Linked DNA regions of Mus musculus: region 2 is linked to region 1. The links are chromatin contacts, called in public Micro-C maps. All regions are on one chromosome and are shown on one strand. The core of a region is the stretch at or near the end of the contact, and the rest is flanking DNA. Distances in the headings are between cores, read along the strand shown. Region 1 overlaps Gabbr2 (gamma-aminobutyric acid (GABA) B receptor, 2). Region 2 overlaps Gabbr2 (gamma-aminobutyric acid (GABA) B receptor, 2).

What was found. Hi-C and Micro-C count contacts between places; a contact is called where the count stands out from the background.
Region 2: a Micro-C map of muscle stem cells shows a contact between it and region 1, with 6 times the contacts expected there. The contact joins two enhancer-like sites. A contact is called at or near these places in 45 of 484 Hi-C or Micro-C datasets (the 63-12 cell line, the AtT-20 cell line, B cells and 27 more) and 1 of 115 datasets of contacts at active chromatin or transcription factors (bone marrow-derived dendritic cells).

What each region holds. Positions count from the first base shown.
Region 1 is chr4:46,701,152-46,706,665 of GRCm38.p6, reverse strand. The region is part of intron 13 of Gabbr2 (gamma-aminobutyric acid (GABA) B receptor, 2); the gene reads left to right. Among named protein-coding and RNA genes, the nearest start is that of Tbc1d2, 54 kb to the right of the region's middle. Within about 2 kb of position 3,380, at least 10 of the 459 cell types and tissues checked have an H3K27ac peak or open chromatin away from gene starts, as enhancers often do. A contact at or near this core is called in muscle stem cells, where this site is marked.
Region 2 is chr4:46,825,036-46,830,549 of GRCm38.p6, reverse strand. The region is part of intron 3 of Gabbr2 (gamma-aminobutyric acid (GABA) B receptor, 2); the gene reads left to right. Among named protein-coding and RNA genes, the nearest start is that of Gm32208, 22 kb to the left of the region's middle. Within about 2 kb of position 2,764, at least 42 of the 459 cell types and tissues checked have an H3K27ac peak or open chromatin away from gene starts, as enhancers often do. A contact at or near this core is called in muscle stem cells, where this site is marked.

The sequences.
Region 1 (5,514 bases), core at 2,131-4,630:
AAGCAGGGGCCTGGACCTTGGTGTCCCCGTTTAGAGCCCTAATTCCCTTCCACTGGGCCACACCTCCTGAAGACTGCCCCAGCTCCCAGTGGCACCACGGGTGGGGAGTAGGGGCTACCACACTGGCCTTGAGGATGTCACAGATCCAGCCACAGCTGGTGAAAATGGCCACAGTTTCTCAGGCTCCAGCCCCACTGCCCCCTCTAGGCCACTATCAACCTGACAGACACAGGTCAGTGTTTTGATTTTTGGCTTTTGAAAGGCCGATGATATGTCAAAATTCATATTCTCAAAAGCAACTTTGAGGGTTCCAGTACCTTCTTGGTACTGGAGCAAGCTGCCATCACTGACCCCAGAAGGAGAAGTCCTGCTCCTTGCCACAGCTCCTCTCTCTCCTTCCGCTTCTCCTCAGCCCAGACAAGCTCCAGTCTTCTCTTCTGCTCTGTGGAGTTGCCTACTGGGGACAACTGGTACCGATGAAACCATGTAAACGTGGCCCTTTCTGCCCGGCTCTGGTTACTGAGCAGAATGTATTTCAAATCCTCCTTTTATAGCTGAATAGTATTTCAGTGTGTGAATCAACTGCATTGTGTGTACCTAGGGATGGAGTTTCTGGATACTTCTATAACTTTAAGTTTGTATTCCACGGTATTTTACGTGTCCACGGGCACTAGATGGTGCTCTCATTTCACCATTTTGTTGCCTGTGTTCGCCGTTTTTCTGTCTCTTTGATTGTAGCCATCTGGTGGACATAAAGTGTTATCCCATGATTTCTATGAGAATGACTACAAGACGACAGTGGGCAATGGTAGCAAGCCCACACGTGTTTAGGGACCGCTGTGTGTGGGAAGTGAGCCCACACGTGTTTAGGAACCGCTGTGTGTGGGAAGTGAGCCCACACGTGTTTAGGAACCGCTGTGTGTGGGAAGTGAGCCCACACGTGTTTAGGAACCGCTGTGTGTGGGAAGTGAGCCCACATGTGTTTAGGAACCGCTATGTGTGGGAAGTGAGCCCACATGTGTTTAGGAACCGCTATGTGTGGGAAGTGAGCCCACATGTGTTTAGGAACCGCTATGTGTGGGAAGTGAGCCCACATGTGTTTTAGGTGCCACTGTGCATCTTCCTTAGAGAAACAGCTACTCAGAGCCTTGGTTTATTTTTAATTGAATTGGACTTCTTTTTTTATTGTTAATCTGTAAGAGCTCTTTATATACTCTGACCCTTATCAGATAAAAGATATGCAAATATCTTCCCCTGATAGTTGAGTTATCTTTTTACTTTCTCCTCAGCGTCCGGGGACACATGACAATCTTTAATCTTAATGAAGTCTGATTTATCCATTTTTTTCCCCTTTGACAAAACCACTGTCTGATCCAAGATCATGGAGATTTCCTCTAATGTTTTCTCCTGAGAGTGTGACCCTCTTGGGTCCTGCATTTAGGTGCTGGAACCACTGTGAGTTAATTTTGAACATAGTGGGGCCCACAATTGGTTGCTTTACTCTCGGATATCTAGTTGTTTAAACTCTGTCCAAAAGACTCTTCTCCGTGAAGAAGCCCCATAAACCCTGCGGGAAGCAGTCGGCCATGGCGTGGGGCTGCAGTTCTGAGCTTCCTGAGTGAATGGTAAACCCTTTCCTATGTCGGCAGGAAGGGCTGTCGGGAGTGTCTAGGGAAGCACTGAGTGGCCTTCAGTGTGAGTTGAGTGTTCCCACCCTCCCACCATTAAATCCAGCCCAGGGCTGCCGCTGCCTCCCCATTGAGTCAGATTTTAGTCTGGCTTCCTTTGATTATTCAGTCAGCTTTACTTTAATTCTTCAGTGTATTGTAATTTCCTGTGTGTAAGTCCTATACAGCATTGGATAAATTTATTTTTAAGTATTTGTTCTTTCTGGTGCCGTCATTGGTTGAACGGCCGTCTTCGTTTCTGCCATTCGTGACTAGGGGTATAGATATACTACATAGTTCTGTACGTCACACAGACGTCACACTGACATCTGACCACCTTGCTAATTTCGCTAAGAAGCTCTCGTATATGTTGAGTGGATTTTTCTCCCCATACGGTCATACTACTTGTGAGTAGTCTTACTTTATCCTTTCCACTCTAATACATCTTATTTCCATTCCTTGAATAATTTTAATAGTTTTTCAACCTATTTGTACCTTTGAATCTAAGTTAATCTTTTCCATTCTACAAATACAGTTGGATCATGTGGGTTTTTTTTTTAACCCAGTATGCTGATTGCTGACCTTTAACTGGAGCACTGAATCTATTTAAGGCAGTTAGTGATAAGGTGAGGGTAACATCCACCATTCTGGAAGGGAGCTTTGAAGGGCCACAGTCCATATGTATCTCAAACCCCATGGGGAAGAGGAAAGGAAGAAACCCCAAAGGTGCCAGCTCTTACCTCATCGTTTGCCATAGAGGACGGGCTAGGGGGCGACTTCCACACCAGAACTTTAGGTAACTACTGAAGAATAGTTACCTAAACTATATATAAAGGTAGCATCCTGGTGTGATAAAATGCCACTTGCCAGCCGAGCATCGTGGTGCCGATTTGGGGAGGCTAAGAAAGAGGATTGTGAGTTGGAGGGTAGCCTGGGTTACCCAGTGGTGAATCTGAAGTAGGACTGGGTTATGTAGAAAACCTTGCCTCATTCAAAAATAATAAATAAACAAACAAATAAGCAAAAAGCATACCACAAAGGTGGGAAAGGGAAGGCATGTGTGGCTTGAAGCAGGAGTTGGAGGGATGCAGCCACAAGCTGAAGGACGCACGGAGCTCCTAAAGCAGAGGCAGGCAGAGCAGGACCCTCCAGAGCAGAGGGCATCTGGCCCCACTATTTTCTGTCCCCACACCCCTACCTCAACAAATGCCTGTAGTTTGAAATGAGCACCTTTCTAAAAGTGTGGTCATTTGCCCCAGCCGCCCTGGGAAATGAGACAGTGGCTTCGGACTCAAAGCCACAGTTTCTCCATCTTTAAAATGGATCCAGATATGAATAAACTCACCTAAGATCCCAGCAGTAACTCCCACCTGAGATCCCAGCAGCTGAATGTCTGAGACAGGAGGGGTCACGAGTTCAAATCCAGCCTGGGCTATACATGGAGATCCTGTCCCACTCACATTGCCAAAAGTAAAAACTATTTATAAACATATATTGGATTTGAAGAAGGGTCTACCTCAAGCCGAGCTCCGGAGGGCCCTGGCTGTGAGCATCAGCAGCTCCATCGAGCCCCGCTTGCCATCAACGGTCCCTCAGTCTTCTTTATGTCCACCATGACAGTCCTTCCTGTTGCCACATCCCCCTGAACTCAGCCTGCCATGCCCCTGACTCAGGAACCTCCAAAGGCCGGAAATGACTCTACCGTGAGATGCGGGCCCTCTGAGCCCCGGGTTAGACAGTGAGTACCTCACTCAGGAACTCATCTCACATGAGTCAGGCTCAGAGAATTAAAGCCCACAATGTTTTGGAGCCAGAACCATCTCCGCCACTGGGAAAAAAAGGATTTTCCTGCATCCCTCTGTCTGGTTCTGTCTTATCTGCCTCGAACAGCGGACAGCAGGCCAGCCGACAGTGGATTGCTTCTTCATACCAATTATTAAAAATATGTGGCAAGGTTCCGAGGACACAGTCACATGCTGAGGAAATGGAACATGCTACAAGGCTGGGCTCCAACACAGTGTGCTTTCACAGACTGATGGCACCACCGAGAACTCCTTGATAGGTGGACGTCACAGTCTACCAACTCCTAGCTGTGTGACCTGGGGTAAAGACTTGCCCTCTCTGAGCTCCCACGCCCATAGGAGAGGTACATCCACCCTCCTAGATTTGCTGTGGGCATGAACTGAGGTTACATCAGGAAGGTGCCTAGCCCGGAGCCAGGCACACATGACATAACTTCAGTTTCCTAGCCCCCATCCAGAGTGTCCTGAGGCCATCGGGAAATTGGTCTCCCAGGCATCCTGAGGCACAGTGATGCTGAGTACCAGCATGGGAGTGGGTCATCTTCCAGTGCCTTCCATGGCAATTGTCTCATGCTATCTGGAAGATGAGCGAATATCATCCTGCAGAATCTTTCATTCCCATTGGACAGCCATACACACTGGGCTTGTAGTCCACTCTCCCTGAAGCCAGGCCTGTTGGCACTCCAAGCTGCCTGACAACCAGGACAAAAGGATGGCAGAGGGCTTCTGTACATGGAGTGCTCCCTTCACAACCATCCCTCCCACCCCTGTCTAGCTCAGGCCTACAAACTGTTCTCCATCCTGCCTTTATCCCAGGTATGACCCACTTGGATCAGCTTCCTGCTTCTGTCCAAGGTGGTCTGTGAACCTGACCTTGAGTGGCAGCAACACACCCCACCCACACCCCACCACCACCCCCATGACTCCTAGAGCATCCACACCTTCTGCCGGCCACACTCATATGCTGGTGTGGCTTAGGGGGCTTGCCATGCCTGTCTCCAACCTGCATGGACCAGCACGCTGCCAGCTGCAGAGCCAGGGTGAGAGATGCCACCATGAAGGGTAAGGCACCTACCCCGCCCCCATTTCTGGGGACAAAGAAGCCATTGGAGATGCCAACACCAATGGGAGACAAGAAATGCAGTAGTCCAGCCAGAGCCCATAGGAGCCCAGAGTTGTCTTGCAGTTGTGCAAGAGAAAGGATGCGTGCAAAAAGGAGGGGAGTGCCCCTCCCACCCATCCTGAAAGCACAAGCAGAATCTTGGTAAAGAAAACAAGAGCAAAACGTCAAGGCCTGCCCTCAAGAGTGATCAGAGCCACCATGCGACTAAGAAACACCCTGCTCGGATAGAAACGCAAGAGATATGAAAATATGCACCACGCAGAAAAGTGTGCCTGTATGGGACAGTGCTGGTGTCCAGATCCCAGAACAACACACATGTCTGACAGCCATAAACAGACAAGAGGAATGTGGTGTATCGATGCAAGGGGCTGTTACACAACCATGCAAAGGAGCGACGCGCTGACGTGGGACACACACGAGTGCACTTTTGAAGCTCTGTTCAATGAAAGAAGCCATTCACAAAAACCCACTGTATTTATCAGTCGGGGTTCTCTAGATTCACAGAAAGTATGGAATGTCCTGCTATACTGAGGGAGTTTATCATGATGATTTACAGTCTGTACTCCAACTCCCCAACAATGGTCAGCTGTGAACAAGAAGTTCAAGAATCTAGCAGTTGCTCAGTCCCACAGGGCTAGTTGTTTCAGCTGGTCTTCTGTAGAAGTAGGTTCCAACAGATGGGCTGGCAAGTAAGTGCAAGCAGGTGAAGACGAGCGAATCTTTCTTCTTCCAATGTCCTTATGTAGGCTTCCAGCAGAAGGTGTGGCCCATATTAGAGGTGTGTACCACCAGACCTGGATCTGGGACTTGTTTTGTCCCAGGCTGACCTTGAACTCAGAGATCTCCTTGCCTTAGTCTCCTGGGATTAAAGGCATGTACTACCTTGCCTGGGACTACGCTTTTCATAGCCATTATGCCTCAA
Region 2 (5,514 bases), core at 1,515-4,014, 120 kb before region 1:
GATGAATAGTATCCCATTGTATATTTTCACTCTCCATTTATGCATTCTTTCATATATATTATTTATTTTCCCCATGCTATTTATTAAGTATGTATTTTATTATCCATCAGTTTTCCTGTCTGCTGATGGACAACTAAACTAATTCCATTTCCTTGCTGTAGTGAATACAGTGACAATAAGCATGATTGGTAAACTTGTGTGATATTCATGTGCTTTTCCTAAAACACAACGGCAGCTTTTGTTTGAAGACTTTGGTCTTCCTAGTATGAAAGTTTTCTTCCATTAGATCTTTCATTGTTTCTCTTTTGCTCTAAGACCTTGCAGGGTTGATATTCAATGTCAGCCTGGGCAGATTCAGAGCCACCTAAGGTGCATGCTTCTTAGCATCCTGAGACGTTGAATTGAGGAGGGTGGTCCCGTGGAAACATGGCTGGGTCCAGTCCATAAACTGTGCCCCTGAACTGAATAAAAAGGAGGAAGCCAGCTAAGCAACAGGCTATCAGCACTGGTCACTGCTTCCTGACTGCAGACCAGCTGCCTTCCCTGCCACATGAACTGAATTCCTGTATTCCCTTCCTCCCTCCTTCCCTCCCTCCCTTCCTCCTTCCTTCCCTCCCTCCTCCTTCCTTCCTTCCTTCCTTAAGTTGCTTTTGTCAAGTATTGTCATAGTTACAGAAAAAAAATCACCAACACTCGCCCTGGCAGCTGCTCTTTGCTACTTTGTGGCTTCCTCTTTTTCTTACCCTTTATCCCTATGAGTGCTCCTCCCTTTGTTACTTTGTGACTTCTTTTTCCCATCCTTTATCTCCGCCCATCCCCCCTTTATGCTCTATCACTATATAGGAGAGAGAGAGAGAGAGAGAGAGAGAGAGAGAGAGAATGAATCACTAAATAATTTCCTTCTTTTTTCTTCTTTGAGCACAACTAACAAATCACAACCAACGCCCCTGAATGACCAACAACCACCCACACCGCCTATGAGGCTCTAACATTTATACACCCCCTGAAAAGTTTCCAGAATTCCAGATGTCCCAAAGCCGCAGAAACTATCCGCAGCTGGCAACACCCCCACTATGCTACAGCACGAGGCAAATCATAGTCAGTTGCTGAAGACAGTCTGAAGCAGCCCCATATCCGCACACCTGAGGTTAAAATGAAACCACATTCTTATATGTCAGTGTTTTTAAGAAACCAAATTCCAGAATTCACACTTACACCGCCCCCTTGGGAGCCCCTAGTTCCAGAATGAGTCTCTGTTGTTCCTCTCTGCTGCTCTTCTCACTCTGGCATCCCAATCTCCACCCTCACTGATGTCCAGGAGACGTTACCTCCCAGAGATCTCAGGTTATCTTGCACACAGCTGTCAGTGCTCTGTAACTAAGGTTTGCTTCTGGCTGCCTCTAATGTGTCTTTAACTCTCAGATTCAGTAATTTAATTCATCTCCTGCCGTCATTTTCTCAGCTCTGCTGGGGTCCTTTGAATTTCAGTTTCTTTCACTGTATCATTTCCAGCATTTTAGAGTTCTGGTTTGCTTTCATCTGTGAAGCACAGAACTGATGTGACAGTTTCCTTTTACTTCCGGTAGCAAATCTGTTCGTTGATGAAGCCCTTCCTCTGCTCATGTTCACTGTCTGTTTTTACGGCTCATGGCTTCCGAATCCTCCCTGACCTGGGACGCCCTGGCATCCATGAACTTTCCGTGGGTCTCCATGGTTTTAGCTGCCTCTGCTGAACTTTCACTTGAGTCTAAGACAAAACTCAAAGCCAGGGACAGAGAGCTGAGGGCCAAGGAGTCACATGGTGCTGAACTGTCTCAGCTACTCATGGTTTCTCCTTGTAGGTGGGAAACAGCTGCTCCAGATGTTCAGGGTCACTCTTGGCCTCTGCCCTTGCTCTTTTGCCTGTGGTGTCTGGCATGACACCGTGGAGAAACTAGATTTGGACAGCTCTGCTTGCTTGTTATTGGACAGCATAGCCAAACCATTGCTGAAGGCAGGTGGGCCATGTGATGAGAAGGGGGCTCCTCCAAGTGGGTCCGTACCCCCTGCCGCAGCCCAGCGTCTTTCTTCCTGAGCAGCACCCTGCTGTGGCCCAGCCTGTCCTCTGGTGCCTAGCTGCACATGGTAGGCTATGTGGTCAGTGACTGCCCCCAGCCCCAGTACACTCTCCCTCCCCACAGCACAGTGCCCCCTGCTCAGGAAGCAGGGCTGTGAGTCAGCCTTCAATCTGGTTTCCTTGGCATCGTACCTCTCTGAAATTCCTCAAAATTGCTGGCATGTTGATGCTTCTCGCTCCTCTTTTTCCAACACTGAAGCAGATTCTCCTATTTTTGTAACTACCTTGCAGGGTCCTTTCTGTCACTTGCAGAAGGGGGTAGCTTAGGTGGGAGGTGGACATCTGTGCTCAGCTATCCTGTCTTCCATCGTTAAAACGGCCTCTCGCTTTGCACAGTGGTGTTCAGGCAGATGAGACGTCTTAGGCGACTCCTGTTCCGTGGCCCTCTTTTAATGTCTTGCCCTATGCTGGCCCTCATCACATCATCTGGCTTTATAATTTAGCCTTTTGTTTTGTTTTGTTTTGTTGTTGTTTTTCTGGGCATGTCCCCTCTCCCTCTCAAATCCCAAGTTAGCATCCCCTCTGAGGAGTGATTCTTCCGCCAAACATGGCTGCCAGGCTCTGGCAACCTGATCCATATCCAGGCCTCCAGTGATATTGATGGAGCTTCCCACATCCTCCCTGCCCTGCCAAGGTCACGACCTTCGTGTGGAAACAGCAGAAGCTGCTCCCGGCCTCCTGGTCCCCATGTGTCCCTCTCAGCAGCAGTGTGTTTCACTGGAGAGCCGTTTCGGATCCTTCTGGCATATCCTGGCCTTGCTTGTGAATCAGCAGTAAGGCAGCAGGCGGTGGAGGGGTGGGGTGCAGAGGCGCCCCAGGTTGGCTTGGCGGCCTGCCCCAGAACCCAGCATATCACACAATTTGCTGTGCCCAGCCTGTGAACAGCTGCCTCTGGCCCTCTCTGGGGAGTTACCAAGCTGCCACAGCTGCTCCTTCCCGGGAGTAGTGAAAAGATCTCTCCCACCAGAGGCTTCTGCGCATCCCTTTGGGGTTTCACAGGGTGCAGGTTAGCTTGTTCCTGCAGAGAGACCACACCTCTTGGGTTTAGGTCAATGGCATTACTGTGGCTTGCCCTGCAGTAACTGAACCCGAAGTTATCTGTCTTATCCTCTCTTTGATCATATCCCTGATAGTGACCACTGCCCCTCACACCTGGCGCGAATGATCTTACTTTTAAATTTACAACCCACCTGGGGTAAGCCGTGGAGGTACCTTTTTTTTTTTTTAAAGAAGAATTCTCTTGTTCACCTGGAGTGGCCAGGACAGAGGGCTACAACAAGTAGAACCATGGGACTCCAGGTCTGTGTGGTTCCCTCTCCCTCACAGCCTGCAGTGAGCACAGAACCACGGGCTCTAGGGCAGGCTCTGCCAGCCATGACTGGCATCTGCGAGTCCAGCTCCTGGTCTAGAAAAAGTGATTAGCACACAGCCGCACTCACTGCTTCTTGTGTTGCCTACGGCTTCTCTTGTAATACAACAGCAGAACTTAGTTGGGACAGAGCCCAGAAGGCCTGTGAAAACTAAATATTTATGCTCTGGCCCCTTGCAGAGGAACCTGGCTTTCTCTTGCTATTGTGGACCATAGGAAGAAATCAGACTAAAGTTAGGTCCTGAGTTCAGTGTTTTCTAGCTGTGTGATCTTGGGTGGCTGTCTTGACCTCTCTGTGTCTTATTATACTTACCCACACATTGCTTATAACTATGCCTTTAAGTCTACACCAGTGGCCTGAAGTAATGTCCTGGCATGAGTGAGGGACTAGAGGGATGGGGGCACTAAAGGCACTGGTCCTAAACACCCTCAGGTCCTAAAGCTGCCCATATTTCTAGGACATCTTATGGCTGCTTGCCACCTGGGCTTCCCCTGTGGCACGCCTGTGCAGTTCATCAGTCTGCAGGGAGAGTTCATTAGGTTGAGTCTGTGACCGGGAACCCCACCGCCATTTCCTTTTCCATCTATCCTAGGTGGTCTGCCTTCTCCACTCTCTCTTCTGCCTCCCTCTGGACTGCTCTGGAGTTTCTACTTAGGCCCTCCTCTAATCACCCGGACAAAGGTGACATAGACTCCTCTCTAGACTCCCCTTTGGACACCAGGCACTCAGTGACACATCACAGGCAGCAGGTGTCCTCATTCAACCATGCGGATGGCTCACTGATGCAGGCTATAGTTCTGAGACCTTCCAGGGAGGTGCGAGGCCTCCAGACCCTCTGTACACAGCCCAAGGTGGATGGGTGGGTGAATAAGCCACAATATATGGTCCTGCCTTTCAGATCTGCATCCCAAATGGAAAATTCCACTTGGGCCTTGCAGAATAGATATGACTCCCAGTTTCTAGTGAAGTTGTACTGTCCAAACTGCTGAGCTCAGCACATTCCAGGCCCTGCAGCCTGCTCAGCACTCGGGGCGGTGTCCACCCAAGACGCACACTCAGCACCTGCACAGGATGAGGCCGGCTCCAGGCTCTAGGCCAGGGCATAGACAGGTTGTCATTCCTAACCTTGAAGGAGCTGAGACAGCTCAGCTTCTCTATCCAGGAGTAGTGGGGAGCTGCGTATGAGGGGACTTCCTGGTTACAGAACCAAGTAGCCAAGCAGCAAGGAGGGCACCCGAGGGCCAGAGCTGAGCCTGGAGGCCCCAGAGGACGTCATGGGAAGGAGCTGTTTACATGGGGCTCTCGTGGCCTGCGCCCATATGATGTAAAAGAACTGTATGGTTCATGACAAGATGCGAGCCTAGGCATCAGGCTATCCTTAGGAGACCTGTACCTGCAAAGGGAGAGTTCTACAGTGTAGGGCCCTGAAGGAGACGTGGCATGTTGGGAGGAATCAGAAGAAAGCAAACTTCACACAAGTATTTTGGGCAAGGCTTGGGGAATCAATTGGGCTAATGAGACCCCCAAGGACGAGCAATGGTGGGAGTCAGAACCACCACCAGGTGCTCTTGAGGGCAACTGGAGGAGCCAAGCTGGACAGGGCTGGGATCCAAACAAGGAAAGAGGAGCCAAGCAGAAAGATCCTTAACTTTTAACTCTTCCTCTTCCTTGCCCTCAGACTCCTGCTGGGGCCTCTCTTAGGCCTTCTGGTGCCTGATGGGCTCCTGTTACCCTCCGACCCCTGCTGAGACCTCTCATTAGCCCTCCAGTGCCTGCTGAGACCTACCATTGGCCTTTTTACATCTGCTGATATCCTGGCCCTCTGATACCTTCTGGGGTCCTTTTGGCCCTCTGCTTCCTGCTGGGCTCCTATTGGCTTTCTGAATCCTGTTGGCCTCCTATTGGTCCTTAGACCCCTGCTGGCTCCTATTGGCTCTCTGACTCCTGCTGGGCCACCCATTAGCCCTTACACTCCCGGCTTCCATTGTTTTTTTGATGCCACTTGAGACCCCCCATCAGCCTAACCTA